Linked DNA regions of Oryctolagus cuniculus: region 1 is linked to region 2. A link is a contact called in public Micro-C data. All regions are on one chromosome and are shown on one strand. The core of a region is the stretch at or near the end of the contact, and the rest is flanking DNA. Distances in the headings are between cores, read along the strand shown.

What was found. Hi-C and Micro-C count contacts between places; a contact is called where the count stands out from the background.
Region 1: a contact with region 2 is called in a Micro-C map of ear pinna, with 7 times the contacts expected there. The contact joins the promoter of GPRC5B here to the enhancer-like site in region 2. A contact is called at or near these places in 3 of 6 Hi-C or Micro-C datasets (ear pinna, psoas muscle and an unstated tissue).

The regions. Positions count from the first base shown.
Region 1 is chr19:21,797,873-21,803,790 of mOryCun1.1, reverse strand. It overlaps GPRC5B (G protein-coupled receptor class C group 5 member B), which reads left to right and starts at 3,116. Exons shown (of 4, transcript XM_051847465.2): 1 at 3,116-3,275.
Region 2 is chr19:21,574,361-21,580,723 of mOryCun1.1, reverse strand. It overlaps VPS35L (VPS35 endosomal protein sorting factor like), which reads right to left. Exons shown (of 31, transcript XM_002711807.5): 10 at 4,301-4,397; 11 at 3,528-3,575; 12 at 2,718-2,811. Among named protein-coding and RNA genes, the nearest start is that of VPS35L, 27 kb to the right of the region's middle. Within about 2 kb of position 2,178, at least 1 of the 8 cell types and tissues checked has an H3K27ac peak or open chromatin away from gene starts, as enhancers often do. A contact at or near this core is called in ear pinna, where this site is marked.

The DNA of each region.
Region 1 (5,918 bases), core at 1,867-4,366, 220 kb before region 2:
AGAGGCACCCCTGCCTGTCTCCAGGCCTTGTCCCGGCCGGCAGGCCCCCACCCCCATCACAGCGCCCGTCCTGCGCCGGCCCAGCAGCCCCGTGAGTCTGCACCTCCTGCCCAGGCGCCGCCCCCGCCCCGTCGGGCCTGTGTATTCTGTCGCCCAGGAAGCGAGTGCGTCCCCTTCCCGGGGCCAGCGCCCTGGCAAGCCTCCCTGGGGCCCGCCACTGTGGGGAAGAACCCCTCCTGGGAGCTGCGAGCGCGAACTCCACCCTTTATTCATCCCGAGTCCACGACTGACCGCGGGAGGCCGATTCGTGGTGGAAGAGAGAGCAGGCTCCCCGAGCCCCCACTTCGGACCCCAGCGAGCACGCGGGCTTGTGATTGGCACCTGCGCAGGGACGTCTATCGGCCGGAGCCCTTGGCCTACGCAATCTCGTGCTGTCTCCAGGTACGTGGTCCCTGGGTCACGGGGCCCCCGAGCTGGTGTGACGGAATGGCTCCGTGTGGGGGGGACCCCACAGGCCAGCTTCCCGCAGGGGGAGAGGATGGGAAGGGGGAGAGCATAGTGGGGAGGCGGAGACCAGGAGCGCACCCCTCCTCCCCCAGGCAGAGCTCACACCTCCCGCTCCCCGGGGGAGGCCCGGCCACACCGCAGGAATAAAGGAGCGGGAGCTGGCAGGACACCTGTGCCCCCCCCCAACCAGGGCCCTGGTTCAAGTCCTGACTTCCGCCCGCCCCCAGCTTCCTGTTCCTGGGCGGCGGGGGGGGGGGGGGCAGCAGGTGCTGGCTCAGGCCCCTGGACCCCTCCACTCACGCAGGAAACCCCGACTGCGTGCTGGGTTCCTGGCTTTGGGGTGGCCCAGCCCTGCCTGCTGCAGGTCCTTGGGGACAGCGTCCTGTCCTCTCTTGTGCCCCCAGCACCAGGCCCGGGCCTTGGCAGTGTTTGTTGACTGACTCAGTGAGTGTCATGGAAGCAGCGTTCTCCCAGCTAGCAAGCTGACTTTTCGGAGAGAAAGCTCTGGATAGGAATGCCACGCACAGTGGTTCTCAAACTGCCTGGGCTTGTGACCCTTTGACCCCCCCCCCCCAAAAATTCACGGAGGCTCCGGGAGGGGAGAGCTTAGTGCATGGATCTGGCTGAGACAGAGTGGCGCCCAGCCCCCAGGGGACCGGGACCATTTCAATGGGCCAGCGGGAGGTCCTATGGGGAAGGCGTTCACACGTTCTATTTTAAATGAAGGCCCCGGGATTTTTTAAACGTTTATCAAAGCATTTAAAAGCAATGCATCCATTACTTATTAACCTAAAAGCTCTCTTAAAAACCCTCCATTTTCCAAAACGAAAAGCCAGTTTGTGGCCCTGGCCCAGGTCACCCGTTTCAGAGCGGCTGGGAGACTCCACGGTGTGTTGCAGACCATGGAGAGGAGAGGGGAAAATACGATTTTAGTCCTATTATGAACACTGTTTCTTTAAAAAAGATTTCCTTATTTATTTGCAAGGCAGAGTTACAGAGAAAGAGAGGGAGAGAGAGAGGGAGAGGGAGAGGGAGAGGGAGAGGGAGAGGGAGAGGGAGAGGGAGAGAGAGATCTTCCAGCTGCTGGTTCATCCTGCCTACAATGGCCAGGGCTGGACTAGGCTGAAGCCAGGAGCCTGGACTCCATCCGGGTCTCCCTCGGGGGTGGCAGGGGCCCCCAGGACTTGGGCCATCTTCTGCTGGGCTCCCAGGGAGCTGGATCGGAAGTGGAGCAGCCAGGACTCGAACCAGGGCTCCTATGGGCTCCGGCGTCACAGGTGGCGGTTTTACCGGCTGTGCCATGATGCCGGCCCTCGGGTACGCTCTTGGAACGACTCAGGTGAATGTGAGGAGCCAGGATTGAGAACGCCTGGGCCACGGCCTTCATGACTCCAGGTGTGGTGCTGGGCGGGGCAGTCACTAAGGACCCCGGCAACCTGCTGTGGGCGTCAGTCCCGCAGCGAACCACCAGGTGGCGGTGCTCGCCCACTTTCCAATCGTGCGGCCGGCGGAGACCCCCCCCCCCAAACGGGGACAGGGTCTCCCTCGAGTGTTCCAAGGCTGCGACCGGGGTGCAGGGCGTTGATGCCCCCGTATCCGGCTTTGGCCCTAGGGCCGGAAACCTAGGCCAGGCGCTGGGTCGCTGGCCGAGGGCTCCCCCGGGGAGCTCAGCGTCCCGGGCCGGGGTAGGGGGTCTCAGGGTGGGAGAGGAGGGGGCGCAGCGCCGAGGGGAGCCTGCCCAGGACCCGCCCTCCTAGCAAGTCCCCCGGCGGCGGCGGCCACGGAGGAGCGGGTGCGCCAGGAGGGCGTGTGCGCACAGGGACACGCACGCGCCGCGGGTGGGGAGGCGCAGGGGTACACCCGGGGAACCCCTCTAGGCGAGCCCAAGCCTCGGGGGCCGGGAGGACTTCGGGACGCGCGTCGGGGTCTGCTGCGTGGGTGCCCAGGTCAGAGCGCGCCCTCCTGCCCTGGGATCCCCCTGTGGGGGTGTCCCTCGGGATGTGTGTGGGCCTGGGGTGCGGGAGGCGGGCGGCCCTCTGCGCTCCGGGCCAGGAGCTTGGAGCTTGCGCCCCTGGTGCGCGCGCGTTGCACCGGGTACCGGACGGAGCGGCTGCCGGGTTCGGGGGCGGGGGGCGGCTCGGCGGAGGGGCGGGGCTCGGGACTGGGAGGGGCGAGACTCGGGTCCTGAGGCGGGGCTCGGGCCCGAGCCCGGGGGCGGGGCTCTGTGGAGGGGCGGAGCTCGGGAACGGGCCGTGGGCTCGGGCCCCGGGAGCGGGGCTCGGAACCGGGAGAGATGGGGCTCGGGACGGGGGCGGGGCTTGGGCTCGGGGGCGGGGCTAGGGGAGGGGCTCGGGACCGGGGAGCGGGGCTTAGGCCCGGGGGCGGGGCTCGGTGGAGGGGCGGAGCTCGGGAACGGGCGGTGGGCTCGGGCCCGGGGAGCGGGACTCGGAACCGAGAGGGATGGGGCTCGGGCCTGGGGGCGGTGCTTGGGCTCGGGGGCGGGGCTCGGATCGGGGGCGGGGCTGGGGCCCAGGAGGGCGGGGCTAGGGGCGGGGGGCGGGGCCGGGGCGGGGCCGCGGTGCTGCAGCAGCGCGAGCCGGGCCAGGGGGCGCCTCGCGCGGCGGCGGCGGCTCGGAGCGCGATGCAGTGAGGCCGGAGCGGCGGGCGGGCGGGTGTGCGCGCGCGGAGTGGAGCCGCGGCCGCGCCGCAGGGATGTGACTCGGGCCAGGGCCAGCAGGAGCGCCGGCGCCGCGGGGCCGCGGGCGTCGGTGAGTGCGAGCCGCGCCAAGGCGGTGGAGGGCGCTGCGGGGACCCCGGAAAACTTTTCCCGCCGTGGACTTGGGAAGATTTGCAGGGGGCGCGTCTTGCGGTTTCCTAAGCACCCCCCACTCCCACGCCACCCCAGGGTTAACCTGCCGAGTGGGGGAGGTGTTTGATTCCGGCCGGGGGACCCCAGGGCAGCGAGAGAGGAGCCTCAGAGCGCGGAGCGGGGCTGGGGGCCCCTCAGAGGGAGGGGTCCTGTGGATCCAGACCAGATGGAGGTCGAGTCCCCGAGGAGGCTCTGGGGGCGGCCCCAGCTGAAGGGCAGGAGCCCAGCCGTCCCCAGGTCGTGCGAGAGGAGCCGCGCGGGCTGGGCCCGGGGCCGCGCGCCAGACGGGTGGGGGCTGCTGGGGGAGCGGGGGTCGGACTCGGGGGTCCAGCAGCCGCACCTGCCTGTCGCGGGACTGGGGGCCACGTTCGCAGCCGGCCCGGGCCGCGCAGAGCTGGACAACGGCCCGACGGGGTGGGAACGTTGCTTGGGAAAAGGAGGCAGAGCGGAGACCTGGCCTTGGGGTCCAGTGGGGGCTGGAGGAGGCGGGGGGGGGGAGGAGTGTGTGTGGGAGGGGGCGGGGAGTGGAGTTTCCACGCCAGACCCCGGGCGCTCGGCCCTCGGAGAGGCGGTCAGGTTGGAGCTAAGAAGTCGCTCAGTGCTGTGTCCTCTCCGCTTAGGGACACGGACTCCCAGCCCCTGGAGTGCCCCACACACATCCGGGGACCCGGACAGCCTGGGCAGTAAGAGGAGCACGGCTGGGGGAGGGGGGGGTCCTGCACCTTGCTCTCCGGCTGCACCTGGTTCACCAGCCGGAGAGGGGCGCGCCGACCTTGCGCCAGAGGACTGCCCCCTGCGGCGTTCCTTCCCAGTCCTAGCCAGCTCCCCTCACCCCCACGCCCCACTTGTCCCCGGTTCGCTAAGGGGGCGGTCCTCGGAGCGCGGACAAAGGCCCCTGGAGTGTGGCGGCCGTGCGTCCCGGCCTGCGGCCCCAGCCCACACTCCACGGTGGCCAGGATGGGGAGCACCTGAGCCTCGCACGAGCAGCCCTGCCCCCCCCCCCCGCAAAGACGGAGCGAGAAGTGGGGGAGGGGGGAACCTGGCACAAAAAACCCGGCCGTGCAGCCAAAGAACCTTAATTCAGAAGTTTCTTTGGCAGAGCCCAGGGGCCCTCGGAGTGTCCAGACTGAGTTACACTGCGTGCGCACGGCACGGAAATCAAATGCGAACTGGCACCTGGTGGCCGGGAGCCCTGGTGCCCGCCAGGTTTGTACGCAGGCTGTGGAGTTCCAGGTCTGATAGGGGCAGCTGAGCCTGGGAGGCGTGCGGCGGGAGTCTCCATCTGGGGACGGGGGCTGCAGACGGTGGGGTTTGCCGGGACAGATAAGCTCAGACTCTTGGCTTGGTAACTTGTGATCTGAAGGAGGGGGCTGGGGCGCTGCCTTTATATAAACCCCCCACCCCACCCTCCGCTCTCCAGGCTGGGCAGGTGCTCAAGCCCACCCTCAACAGTGGAGGTAACCATCCCCAGGGAGAGGGGCGACAAGGTGTCTGTCCGTGCTAATCCCTGCGGGGGCGGGACCCTGGAGCTGAGCAATCCCCCCCACCCCCCACCCCCAGATCGTGGCGAAAGCCTGAGCCAGGCCCTGGGAAAGGCTCAGCAGTGGCACTGAGCTCAGAGGACCCAAACAAAGGCCATTGTGGCTGGGAAGCGGAGGCAGGTTTGGGGGTGGCAGCGGCGGGGACCAGCTGACCACCGTCTTTCAGGCCCGAGGGAGCTGAGGGTTTGTTCTGCTTGGGCCAGTGAGTCTCCGAAGAGTTCTGAGCAGGGGGCTGTGGGATCTGGTTTAAAAAAAAAAAATAGTTCTCCAGACAGATCTGGAGGCAAGGCAGCCTGTCCTCCGTTCTGGCTTTGGGACTGGCACTGGAGGAAGTCTCCAAGGGCCTTTGTCCAGCCGTGGGGAGCGCCTTGAGGCGTGGCTCAGGTTTTAAAACCCACTCCCCACTAACCAGCCCCCCGCCCCGAGCCCAGGCCCCCGTAAGCGCCACTGCGGACGCCTTCCGTGTTAGTCACATTTTCCACCCAGAATTACAGCCTGAGAGGAACCCGTCCACGCTGGAACGGACAGCCAAGGATACAATTTGCATTTAAATGATTGCTTTTATTTACGGACCTCAGCTGCTTTGCATATTCATGAAGTCTTGGAGCTTGTGTTCTTCCAAGTCTGGGGGGGGGGGTGCTGGTCAGCCTTGGGGAGTGAGGATTAGGAGACTCTGGGACTTGGGAAAGATGGGAGAAGGTGAGAGGCGCAGGTCTGGAAAAGAGTTTAGTGTCAGGAAGCCTGGCGCGGTTTAATCTGGCAGTGCAGGAAGTCACCGGCGGCTCCCGGCTCGGGCGGAGGGGGCTGGAACAGAGCGGAACGCTGGGCTGCGTGAGGAGGCCGCCTCTGTAGCCACGTCCTGGGCTTCTGCCAGACGTGGGTGGTCAGAGTAGGAGGGCGCTGGAGAGGCCTTGGGGTCAGGAGCTGGGAAAAGTAAGCCGTGGCCCCTGCTCGTTCCGTGAACACCAGGAATGCTTGTGGCCAAACTGCGTGACCGTGAC
Region 2 (6,363 bases), core at 929-3,428:
CCTGTGCCCGCCCGGCCTCCGTTCCCCAGGCCTCTGTTGGGGTGAACTGGATGTGTCTGGGGGGAACTCAACCCTCCTACACGGTGGGGAACGTTTCTTCTGCCCCAGGGCTGTTTGGATATCGATGACATCTGTGGGCCACACAGACCGCAGGATTTTCGTGGGCCTCCGAGAGCTAGTGGGAGAGAACAGATGCTGCCCACCCTGTATCATGAGATGGAACTACCCCATCCTGGGTTGCAAAGCTGAGCACACGATCCAAGCCGTAACTCAAGCCCAGTCCATATGCCTATCCCTCCCACAGCCACAGTGATTGGCCTAGGGGTAGATGAATGACGCAAGGTAGGCCACTGAGACTGGGGATGGACTGGGGACCGAGAGTTCTCTCCCCAACACGGTTCTGAGGCTGGCGGGATAGAGCTGGGAGGGGAGCGGACTGTTGACAGCACTCTTGGAGGCCCTGGATCCAGCCACGCCTGCAGTCCTGACACAAGAGCCCGGAAGTGCCCTGTGTGCTTCCGGTCGGATGAACCAGGCTTCTGCCACTTCCGCTGAGAGTGCTACGCACAGGTCACATCTTGTTCCGTCCAAAGGCTTTTAGTAACCACCCAGCGGAGAAGCGCGTTCCGATGTCCACTGTCCCGCAGGGCATCTGCATTCAAAGGCTGTGACGAGGACACGCGGGAGCTTCCATCCGCTCATGTCCCTAACTGCAAACGTTAAAGCCCAACAGGCTTAGGGAGAGTGAGTGTTCTCTGCTTTGCTGGTTTCTCTTTAATAACCAGAAATCATCTTCACTAAGGCACCAAGTGACCTTGTCCAATGCGTTACTCTCCTATTCAACAGAGGTCAAGGTGAGGTCAAAGAATCGCCTTGACTGTGCAGGGTGAGTGCCAATGCGCCCACAGGATCCAGCAGGCTGTGACGCGCACAGGAGGCCCTCAGCAGACCCTCACTTGAGAGCATCTAGACTTTAGAACACTCAGGAGCTGAAGGTTCCAGAAATATACCTGAATTTCCTGGATAAGAAGCCCGCCCCATGCCGTGGCACAGCAGGTAAAGCTGCCACCTGCAGTGCCGGCATCCCATAGGGGCACCTGTTCGAGTCTCAGTTGCTCCACTTCCCATCCAGCTCTCTGCTACAGCCTGGGAAAGCAGAAGAAGGCCCAAGTCCTTGGGCCCCTGCAGCCACTTGGGAGATCCGGAAGAAGCTCCTGGCTCCCGACTTCAGATCTGCCCAGCTCCGGCCGTTGCAGCCATCTGGGGAGTGAGCCAGTGGACAGAAGACCTCCCCTCTCTCTCTGCCTCTCTGTAACTCAGCCTTTCAAAGAAATAAATGTTAAAAAAAAAAAAAAAAAAAAGGGTGGTGCCATGGCTCACTAGGCTAATCCTCCGCCTGCGGCGTTGGCACACCGGGTTCTAGTCCCAGTCGGGGTGCCGGATTCTGTCTCGGTTGCTCCTCTTCCAGTCCAGCCTGGAGTGCAGTGGAGGATGGCCCAAGTGCTTGGGCCCTGCACCCGCATGGGAGACCAGGAGAAGCACCTGGCTCCTGGCTTCGGATCAGCGCGGTGCGCCGGCTGCAGCGACCATTGAGGGATGAACCAACAGAAAAGGAGGACCTTTCTCTGTCTCTCTTTCCCACTGTCCACTCTGTCAAAAAAAAAAAAAAAAAAAAGCCCCCCCCCCATGCTTCCAGTAGGGGGAAGCGTACAGCATTAGGCCTGCTGCAGGGGTGGGGGGAGCAGGTGCCCTTAGAGGGAAGAGTGCTCCTCTCACAATCAGCAACAAGGAACAGACCTAGAAAACTCTGCCTTCAGGATGGATGTGCATTACTCACTCCCAGGGGGTGGCTGGGTGCTCTGAGACACTGCAGGCCCTCAGGGCTTGTCACCTGCTGGATGTCACAGGGAGGAGGGAAATCAAAGGCTGGCTGCCCCAGATTCTTGAATTGCTAACCGGGGGTTTTAACTGTTCCTGGTTTTAACTGCTCCGGGGGAGGCTCCAACTTTAACTTGGGACAACCCCCTGCAGTACCGCTTGGCGCAAGGCGTGATGGGACAGAGGGAAGGCCCCGTGTGGGCGGAGGCGTCACAATCACACCCGTTCCATGGCTTGTTTCTCATCAACAAAAAACCTGGGAGAGCTGCAGCTTGAAGTTTCGTGGTACTTCACAGGAGAGAGAGGCCAAGTGGCTTCCCATAGGCGCCCCTGGACCCATCCCAGGGGGGCCTGCAGCCCTCCGGGGCCGGGCCCTGGGGACCCTGGGGTCTGCCGTCACACGCAGCACTGCTCCCTGCCCTACCGAGGGCCCTCGCCAACTCGCTGCAAGCAAGGATACATCACAAATAAAGCCATCCAGCTCAAGGCAAAGGGAACACGATGTTTCAAGTCAGGGCCAAGCACGCTGAGGCCCGACAGGCCCCGGGAGCCTGCTTCCCAGCCAAGAACCGGGAAACAATTAACTCGGGGAACCAGTTCACATCTAAGGAGATGACCTCAAACATCCCCCTAATTAGAGCTCCGGTAACTTGGTCTACTTGGAAACTAATTTTTTTAGGAGGAACTCTGCAGCTCTCTTTTCTGTGGAAGAGCCGGGTTCTAAAATTAGCAGCTAATGAAATGTTGCTTTTAGGGGCTGGTGGGGTGCCGAGGCAGGAGAAGCTCAATGTGGGGGCTGAAGGGGGTGGCACGCAGCCACGGGGGCGCGCTCAGCCTACCCGGCAGAGGTAGGCGCGGGCGTACACCGACACCAGCGGGTCCCCGATGCCTCGGATCATGCAGGTCAGCCTCGGCAGGCACTCGGAGATCCCCCTGGAGAGACACGGAGGGCGGTGTCACACACACGCAATCAAGACAAAGCCCGACTCCCTGAACCTGGGGGTGGGGGGAACCTGCCAAGGTCAGAGCTTCGGAGCGCCCGGGGGTGTCTAACAGCCCTGCCCCCTGATAGGTTCCTGGCTCAATGAGTTCTTACGTCTGTGTCCCACGCGCAGGGCTGGAGGCCACGTTCACCCCACTCATTTGTAACAGTGTTTTGTCCCCAGTTCCTTTTCAACAACTGGAAGCCCCCATCTTGTCTTTGCACTCCTGTGGCACGGATCTACCCCGTGACCCATCCCCTCCTAATGGCACGGCACGCGTCTACCTATATTCTGGTCCCTCTCTCCTGCCACGGGGAACTTCCCTCTGCCCAAGGCACTGCCCCCACTGGCCAGACATAGCAGCTGTTTCCTCAGCACCCGCGTTCCCCGTTCCCCTCAAGACAATCCCAGGCATCCCTGGGTCCCGCCAGCACCTTCGGGATACATTCTATCCAATCAGGAGTTATCTGCGATATGGCACCCGGTCTGGACTCGACACCTGGTCTTCTGCACCCTTAGTTCCCCGTGAATGCCAGCTGCTGTTATGTCACCATGGGGCTTGTGCATGCGTGTGCATGTGTGTGTGTGTGCACGCGCGCATGCACACGCTTGCATGTCTGGATTTTTAGACATTTGGTGGGTCTAGGTGTTAGAGAAGAACCTTACGTCTTAGACAGGAACTTGTTACACTTCAGGATAGACGCTTCCACATAACTGCAAAAACATTCCGTTAAGGAAGACATCTTCCAAGTCGCCGACTCCTTACAGGAGTCAGAGAGCAGAACCAGGAGGGTCTTGGGAGGGGAGGGAGGCCCCTGGGGCCCTCCACAGTGCAGGGAGTGCAGGGAGGGAGGGAGGGGCTTGTGATTTCCACAGATGGAGTTCAAGGTTTTCTGTGAACTTGACTTTTGGAAAATGTTACATTGTTGGCTGTGCACTGAAATTTAATCTGAGAAGGAAGCCTCGCAGATCAAGGCTTTCTGGGGGTGCGGATGGCGGGAAGGGGAGATGGAACTTGATATAGCTAAGATATAATTTGTGTATGCAAGTTACATTCTCTGGTCTCCCATGCTGGCGTTCGAAGAAGGCCTTGCTCTTTCCATCTTCTGGGAGCAGACAGAACACAGGAGGACGCAGCGTTTAGACTGAGAGAAGGACTGTGTGGCCGCTCCTCAAGGTGGCAGAGGCGGACACGTGGCATCGTATTCCAAGTGGCAAACCAAAAGCCATCTGCACAGAGAGGGAGCACGAGCGAGGGCTCCCACGGCGTGGCTTGCACTGGGTTTTCGGGCCAGCAGCCGTAACGGGACCCAGCTTTCTATAGGAATCTCAGGGGCATCCCAGCACATGGCTTCAATGAACCGTGTGGTGCCTTCTGCCTATCCGGAAAATCATGGGATACACACACACACACACACACACACTCACACAAAGGATACAATCGCGGAATGAGCTCTCTGATGGACGCAATCTTGAAAAACCAATTCAGGCACGTTTCTTTGGCCGTGTCGTTCACATTCTCTGGACAAAAGTGATCTGCAAGACCAACACAAGGGCCGTGAGCCCACTGAAGCGCAGGCTCCCACACGGCACCACCGTGGGACGGAGGAGGGGGAGGGCGCTCAGACCCTCTGAGCCCTTTCTCCAGCATCCTCCTCCTTCCTGGGAAACATGGTGACAGTCAGATCTCACACACACACACACACACACCCCAATGCGCATGTGTGCGTGCACTAAGCGCTGTTCAGATTCCTGATGTTAGCTCACCTCACCACAATGGCCCTCTGAAGATGTCCCTTTATTAATCTCTCCCCACCCCTCATTTTTACTTATTTTATTTGAAAGGCAGGGAGATACAGAGCTATTATACCTGCTGCTTTATTCCCCAAATGCCTGCAGCAGCTGGAGCTAGGCCAGGCTGCAGCCAGAAGCCAGGAATTCCACCCAGGTCTCCCCTGTGCATGCCAAGGCCCCATCTACCTGAGCCATCACCCACTGCCCTCTCAGAGCGCACATTAGCGCAAAGCTGGAATGGAGGGTGGAGCTGAGACTTGAACCCAGGACTCCAATATGGCTGCCACCCACGTGGGAGACCCGGATGAAGCTCCTGGCTCTGGTCTGGCTCAGCCCCACCCATTGTTGCCATTTGGGGAGTGAACCAGCAGATGAAAGATCTCACTGCTTTTCAATTAAATACATAAAACTTTAAAAACAGTGCCCTCCTTCACGTCTTCCTGCCTGCCAACTGGAATGTGGGTGTGATTGCTGGGACCTCTGCAGCCACACTGAAGCACAAGAGTCACCAGACACCAATCAGGACCCTGGCACCAAGGGCTTGCTGCCCCAACACTCCTGACCCTTGTTAGTGTTAGTTTCAGCTTCCTAGCACCCAGGCACCATGCCTATATACTTTTGAAAAGAAACAATGAAAATGTCTCACAGTTCTGGATTTGACACGTACCTTAACAAGGAATGAAAGACAATATGGGAAAATGCAAGAAACAAAAAACAAAAGAAAATATCAACACCACAAAGGGCACCACTGAACCCTCACATGAAAATGATTTCGGCAAACACTGGTGGCCCATATCACCCCACTGTCTCAGGATTCATCAAAAAGACAAAAGTCACTACAACAAATAACTTAGCTTGTGGGCTTTCGGCATTTTTTACCCTGATTCTGCCATGTGGTGGTCCGTGACTGATGCGATCCCAACTCCTAAGGAGTCGGCACAAGAGAGAAACCTCCGGGCACTTCCGTCACAGAGAGCACTCACTGACACACCTGCAGGTTTTCTGAAGCTGCAGCCTCCAGTATTTATCTATTTTGGGTGCCTGGCACGCTTCAGTCATTTGGGAACTGTTCGTTCGCTCACCATTTCCAACAGGACAGAAGTAACCAGTGTCCCCTTCCTGGCCTGAACTCACACACATTCAGTAACCTGCTTTTCAGTTTCAAGAAACTCAGTTGGGAAAAGATATGGGTTATTCTTAAATTCATTTGTTAATCTTGTCTCCTGGGACAGGGAGGGGCACAGGGTTAATTTCCCTTTGTATGAATGAATTATATGGGTTGAAATCCAAAAGCAAAAGTAGGTCCCTGACGTCATCTATAAAATCTCTCACTCTGGCCGGCTCCGTGGCTTAATAGGCTAATCCTCCGCCTAGCGGCGCCGGCACCCCAGGTTCTAGTCCCGGTTGAGGCACCGGTTCTGTCCCAGTTGCTCCTCTTCCAGGCCAGCTCTCTGCTGTGGCCAGGGAGTGCAGTGGAGGATGGCCCAAGTGCTTGGGCCCTGCACCCCATGGGAGACCAGGGGAGACACCTGGCTCCTGGCTCCAGATCAGCGCGGTGCGCCGGCCGCGGCGGCCATTGGAGGGTGAACCAACGGCAAAAGGAAGACCTTTCTCTCTGTCTCTCTGTCCATTCTGCCTGTCAAAAAAAAAAAAAAAAAAAAAAAAAAAACTCTCGCTCTACAGCATGGGGCACGGCACTGTGGCTCAC